Linked DNA regions of Sparus aurata: region 1 is linked to region 2. Evidence: chromatin contacts called from public Hi-C data. All regions are on one chromosome and are shown on one strand. Each heading gives the region's core, a stretch centred on a gene start, on an enhancer-like site or on the middle of the called end of the contact. The rest is flanking DNA. Distances are from core to core; before and after follow the strand shown. Region 1 holds the start of bckdhb (branched chain keto acid dehydrogenase E1 subunit beta). Region 2 holds the start of tent5aa (terminal nucleotidyltransferase 5Aa).

What was found. Hi-C and Micro-C count contacts between places; a contact is called where the count stands out from the background.
Region 1: a Hi-C map of an unstated tissue shows a contact between it and region 2, with 14 times the contacts expected there. The contact joins the promoter of bckdhb here to the promoter of tent5aa in region 2. A contact is called at or near these places in 2 of 2 Hi-C or Micro-C datasets (skeletal muscle and an unstated tissue).

The regions. Positions count from the first base shown.
Region 1 is chr17:11,093,279-11,096,550 of fSpaAur1.1, forward strand. bckdhb (branched chain keto acid dehydrogenase E1 subunit beta) reads right to left here and starts at 1,817. Exons shown (of 11, transcript XM_030394830.1): 1 at 1,582-1,817; 2 at 22-99. The coding sequence starts at 1,777.
Region 2 is chr17:10,957,135-10,960,637 of fSpaAur1.1, forward strand. It overlaps tent5aa (terminal nucleotidyltransferase 5Aa), which reads left to right and starts at 1,897. Exons shown (of 2, transcript XM_030395089.1): 1 at 1,897-3,238. The coding sequence starts at 2,813.

The DNA of each region.
Region 1 (3,272 bases), core at 567-3,066, 140 kb after region 2:
CTTCCTGGTTAAGCATCCTACCTGCTGTCGGATCACTGGCCAGAGTGTTGTCCAAGGCACTTGTCACTGACTGGAACAAGTTCATCTTCTGGGTAGGACCTAAAAGGTTTAGAGATCAGGAGAATCAATGTTTAAACAGGACTTGCAACACGCAACAATTCATTATTGTGCGTTTGGATTAGTAACTATACCACTTATTGCTGGGAAGAAACCACAAAGGAAACTTGGCAGTGATTCAATAAATAAAAGCAACGTGACACTCACTTCTTTGTTACTGAGAAGGAATACATGATACTAGGAGTTTCTCATTGCTGGATCCAGTGTATATGTTGGCAGGTGTTTCAGTGACAACGTCCTGGTCAAATGAACTGTAAGATACACACTGAGCTCATACCTCGTTGGGGACTGTCTTAGATTATGTCTTATGATACAGATATCATTATCTGATGTGTCATCCTGCACTTTCCATTTACAGTACACCATTCAGTGCTTTCATTTCAACAAAATGTCGACCTTGTGGATAAACTTGTTCGGCATAACTGTCCACCGGCAGCAATGTGAAACAAAGCGTTGCAGTTTACTTTTAGGTTTGAACACAGCTATTGCTCAGTGGTGCTGCTAATTGGTTCACTTACAGGTTGAGACTTCAAGAATTAGCCTAAACCTGAGTCATTTTCTACCTGGTAGTCAAGCCGACACGCAACAGCGGCAATACCTAATAAAAACACAGTTTGGTGTTAGCTATGACTAACCAGGCTTACTCCTTACAAAAGGCAGCAGATATCAGCATGGTTAGAAATCAGCTGCCACACTGTTAAAAGTCCCCCTCACTAGTCACTGTTTTGTGTCGTGGGTGTTTTGATCCTCACTGAACACTGTGAAGTAAATGCAAAGTGTGACACTAGGAGGAAGTTTTCACACTGATCAGCAGAAGGGGGGAAAGATCATCTGTGCTCACCTTCAATCTCAGCTAACACAAGACCGTAACAGCAGGATTCTGTGACATCCCAGCTACTTTGGAGCCGATCATGGTCTAATATGACACTAAAGCACAATATGGAAACTTTACAAGCCTTCATATACGGTGCATCAACTGGAGGTACATGTTTCAGTGAAGTAGAAGAAATTTTGTGCCTAACAGTTGGACTTTTAAGTTGGACATTTTGAGTTAACATGTCCTCTTTTTTGTTTTGTTGTTTTACAATGAGGGAGTATGAGTAGGTGTAAAATAAGGAATTTTCAACAAAGCGCTTGAAGTTTCTAGTGAAAAACACTTCGACACACATTATTGTTAATATGTTTTTGTTATTCCAAGCACAGCATTTCTACATGTCCTTACTGTGTATCGAGGGGACCTTTAAATATTCAGGTACAAAGACGTCCAACCTGACCCGACTGTGCAGTTCAATGGCTGACACAGGACAATGAATGGAAAGGCAACAAATAATAAAAGATGTTCATTTCGGATAGCCGTGAACTCTTCTCAGTGTCTAATTCACAGCTAACCTATGGACACTTTCACTGCCTCACAAGCCTCTTCTGTGAACGCAGCTAACGTTAGCCGGCTAGCCTGCCACTCACCATATTGTGTCGGTACGGGGTCAGGCTGGAAGGTAAAGTGCGACGCATGTCTCCGTTGTGTCTTGGTGCGGGAGTTGCAGCTCGGCGACAACTTCAGCAGAGTGACGCCAAACGAGCTCTGAGCCCCGGTGCCGATGCCGGAGATGGAAAGTTTCGAGTTTGCACCTCGGATCAGGAATCGTGCAGCAGCCGCCATCACTGTTGTTATGGCTGACCAGGAAGGGCAAGATGAATCATAGCGCGAAGATCGCCTATTTTAGAGAAGACAGCCTCACTCAGTGGGGAGAATCTGGGTCTTTGCTAGCCAATCCAGATGGAGTCCCGTCCCACAACCGATACTGGGTTTCTCTATCAGTGTCCTAAATCAATTAACAGGCATTTTCGTTAATATTTCAGCCACTTTTATGTTTATTTTATTTATGTGTTTGTGCTGAAGAAGCATGACTTTAGATACGTAGAAAAACCCCACTCCATCTTGCAGAAGGTTAAAAAGGTAAAGTAGTGACTAGCTTAAAAATTAAAGGAACGTCGGCTCTCTGTGGTAACCGGGAATAGTGTCAGAGTGAGACCTCCTGTTTCTTTCTCTCCATGCCAACATCCATGAGCCGATCCAGGGTTCTGATTGGTTAAAAAGGAGGGCGGTGCGCCTGGTGCAGAGTGTGGAGAGGTCTTGCCATCCCAGCCTTAAGTCACAGTGACAGTATCCTCCATCCGTACGGTCATGTAGCCGAATACTTTGTTTTCCTAGGAAAGCGAAGGCATGACCTGCCCTACTTTATTTCATAGTATAACAAATGATAAAGAATAATCAATGAATCAGAAGATGTGTCAAACTTTTGACTGGGTCTGTACATAAATATAAACACTTGTTATAACACTGTTCTGTGCTGGACTCCTCTGGATGTGCCACAGATCCATCTTTACTAACTTGTAGGCTAACCTTTTTACCTTATCCTACAGTATTTGATTGCCATGGATGGACAGCACTTGGAAAGACACCACAGGCCTACTTGAAGAGCTTTTAAAATGTCATTTCACATTCAGATGTGATCAGTAGTTTAGGGCTCTAAAATTGGCTTTACATCCCCTTATCCGTTTTTTCTTGGTGCATATAGTTCATGTTCCTCTGTTGTAAAATGATTGCAAAAGAATAGCGGTTTACCTTGTGGAAAACAGAACTATAACAATTAAAAGGGAAACTATATTATATCAGACTTGGTATGACCAAAAAAAATTTACTGATCAGATTGATGATCATGGCTGCTTCTTGCATTTTACCACCTTTGGTGAAAAGTTTGCTATAAGATGCACCTATAGGGAATTCAATATGTAAAGCAATACCATACACTTCCACTCATTTGAATAAACAAAAAGTTCTTACAGTTTGACAGATTAGACAATGCTCATCAGTGATACTAAGTGTAATAAGACACTTTTCACTAACACTTTTTATCATCATATGGCACTTTGTCAAAGAGTATATGACAAAAAAAAAACCTCAGATAATTACACTTTTTAATGGTCAATTTCTCTCTAGGCTAAAGGATTATAAATAAAATCATTAGATATTTTCCCATAGAATAGAATGGATTTGGGTTTGAGGTTGACCTCAAGAACCAGCTATTGAACGTCTGGGCACATCTGCAGCCAGAGCAAGAGCCTTCTGTAAGACACACTCAGGCCATGTAGGG
Region 2 (3,503 bases), core at 647-3,146:
TAAATGGCACAGGAACACAAAACAAGTCCATCTCTCTTTTCAGTTTTCTCTCTTTTTATGGAACTGAGCTGTCCTGAGAATGTTTCGTAGGCCCCAGAGACGAGCGCCGTGAAGATCTGCTTTACGAGGAGCAGGAGAAGGAGTCTCTCCCACATACATTAGAGTCTCAAGTGAGGGAATAGTGGTCTGTATTGGGTTTATTGGGGTTTTTTTTCCTTTCCATATTAAAGCTGCTGCCGTTCTTGAGACATGACCATCACCAGGAGGAGGAGGAGGAGGAGGAGGTGGTGGTTAATTCTCTGACAACCTCATCTCACTGTCTTTCACAACCCACCAACCGATGAATAACCCGTGTCACGGCGGGTAATGAGGTGACGAGTGGTATTTACACAAAACAACTCATCAGCGGAGCTCTATTCTGGAGGTGCACCATATGCATCCACCTTCTGTTGGCCCGTGACAGCTGCTTTTGATTTAGCCTCGCGCCGTGGACCGGCGGAGGGACCGGGTCCAATCCACGGCTACCGTCTCTCCCCACACCTGGGAAACACATCGACGGGGGCCGCTCCCGCTCCATTGTAACTGACTAATAGTTCCACGTATATTTCCAGATGTGGGATTCAGTTTCAGGGACCTGCGATCAACCTGTCCGACACGCGCCAAAGCAAAGCGTGAAACGAAAAGTTACATTTAAGAAACGAACCGAGGGTGAATTCCTCTAAATCACAACGCCATGCAGCAAGACTCCCCATTTCCTGCCCGAGCTCTTCATTTGCGATTTATTTTGCTGTCTGTCAGAGCTGCAAGCGTGTAATTCCAACTACATATCAGAGGCCGTGTGTGTGTGTGTGTGTGTGTGTGTCCGGTGACGGTGTGCAGAGGCAGAGCTCCTTGTGTGGGCCTTCCGAGTTAATGTAATGCAATGGAGTAAATGGGATAATCAGGGTTTAGGTACAGATCTGGGTGGCTGCAGTGACGCAGGGCTTTACGCCGCCTAATGGAGCATCCGTGACAGCTGCCACACCTTGACCCCCACGCCTCCACCCTAACCCCCTACTGACCCCAACACATGCTGCCTGAACCAGGGACTGCCCGGCGCTCGGAGCGGACTTCTGATTTCTTGATAGAAAAACTGAAATGTAAGGACACAATTGTCTTGTAAAAAATGCCTTGACAGGTGTGTGTGTGTGTGTGTGTGTGTGTGTGTGTGTGTTGTTTTTTTTTTTTTTCCCAAGCTCAGAGTGGACAGGCGTTAGAAGCTGAGGGTAGCCTATCAGCGAGGGCCTGCAGAGCTTGACCTGAAGGGGTTAGTGGTCTGGGGGTAACAGGCTTACCGGATTCCAGAGACAATGTTTCCTGTCTGCTTTAAACAGCAAAAGTACAACATCCTCGAAGGCTATTTTGGCGCACGTTTAAAGTTGATCACCGTTCGTTCTTGGGACCATTTATTTTTTTTTTTTTTAAGGGAAATAGTCCCTGAATCGGCCCACAGAGGGCGACATCCAGCCAGCTTTATACGCTGATGAATCAGTCAGACTGGAGGAAAACTTTCATATTCCATTTCATTCATGTCTTTTCCCTCTCATGATATTGATTTGTAGGAGGGCCTGACCTTCAATATGTCGTAATTTATAAATGAATTCATGCGCACTGATTATCATCTGGAGCAGAAATGTTTTAATGCAGATTTTTTTTTTTTTTTTGGGAACGAGCGCACCAAGGTCTTCAGATTAAAAAGCATTATGAATATATCACGAATGCAGTCCGGGGAGCTGCTTCACCAGAGTCTTACAGTGTTGAGCATGTTGAGCAGGGTTTTTTTTTTTTTTTTTTTTCTTTTTTTTTTCACCGAGCAGCAGACTGTCAGAGGGGGGCGGGGTGAAGCACAGCTGACATCTTCAGACTCCGGTCCTGACTGGTGCACAAGGACGCGGCGTGTCAAGTGGGCAGGTAACGGTTAACTTCTGCACAAGTGGGGGGAAAATATGTTGAACTAAACAAAAGTCGGGGGAGAGCGCGCTGGATTTCCTGAGCACATTCAAACTGTATTAACGGGATTATTTGTTGGCAAGAGGAGAGGCGAGAGGAAAAAAATTAAAAGATATGTAGGAGCCGTGCGTAAAGAAATCCACAAGATTCCTCTGAGGGGGGTTTCGATCGTCGACTGGTGCCAAAGGAGTGCGACTCGAGGAGCAGCTTATTCATGCAAATTCATAAAATCATAGGCGTGCCTTTGGGCGATGGAGTCACAGCCGGAAAAGCAAACCCCCTCTTGGATCATCAGCGACCTTCAAAGACTGATGCGCAGCGCTCGGACGCACTGACGGCGGCACCGGGGCGAATGTTTTAAAAGGACGGAGGGAGAGAAAAGAGAGGAGAAAGTTCCGACTCGTTTTCTACACGCTTCTGTTGACGGGCTTTGCGCTTCTTCCTCCACACAACCACCAGCTCGACTGCTGCGCCACCGGACCTCCAACCACAGGCGTATTGCGCAAAACTGTGACTGTAAATCACTTTTCTGCTTTCGGGGTCTTTTTTTATATATATATTTTAATTTTATTTGTTTATTTACAGCCTATTCGGACCACTTTCTTTTTTTTTCTTTTCTTTTCTTTCTTTTTTTTTTTTTTTTTTTTACACAAAGAAACCTGATCTGGATGAAGTTTTTGTCTCCCAACTATATCGAACGCGTAAAAGACGCGTCCACCGACCTGCTCATACTTTGAGAAAACAACAACAACAAGAACAAAAACGTATTTATATTGTATTTTTAATTTTTCCCGTTTTTTGAGGACTTTTTTTTTTGGTCACCATGTCAGAGGACGACAGTGGCTCCACCGCCAGCTGCGTGTCAGACGCGGAGGGCAGCAACGTGAGCGTCCTCAGCTGGGAGCAAGTGCAGCGACTGGACGCCATCCTGACGGAGACCATCCCGATCCACGGCCGGGGGAACTTCCCCACCCTGGAGATGCAGCCGCGGCAGATCGTCAAGGTGGTGCGGAGTCGGATGGAGGAGAAGCAGATCCACGTCCGGGACGTGCGGTTAAACGGCTCCGCGGCCAGCCACATTCTGCACGAGGACAGCGGACTGGGCTTTAAGGACCTTGACCTCATATTTTGCGCAGACATGAAAGGTGAAAGTGATTTCCAGACTGTGAAGGACATAGTGTTGGACTGTCTGCTGGACTTTTTACCCGACTGTGTGAATAAAGAGAAAATAACGCCGTTAACGTTAAAGGTACTTTGTTTTGAATTTGCTTTCCTCCTGCTGCTTCTTTTTGTTTAATTCTAGACAAGATTTAATTGCATTGGTGCCAATTCGGCTTATGACCCATTATGTGAAGCTTAATGAACAATTAGATTAGTTCAGTGATAGTGAAATGTTTTTTTTTTTCTTTGTAGTTAAGAGGATTGAGTTAAACCAATTTGGAGAGGATATTGAGCTCAGCCACCCAGATCCCATATCAGAGTACATCTATGGTGTTTAATATGAGGGTCAACAC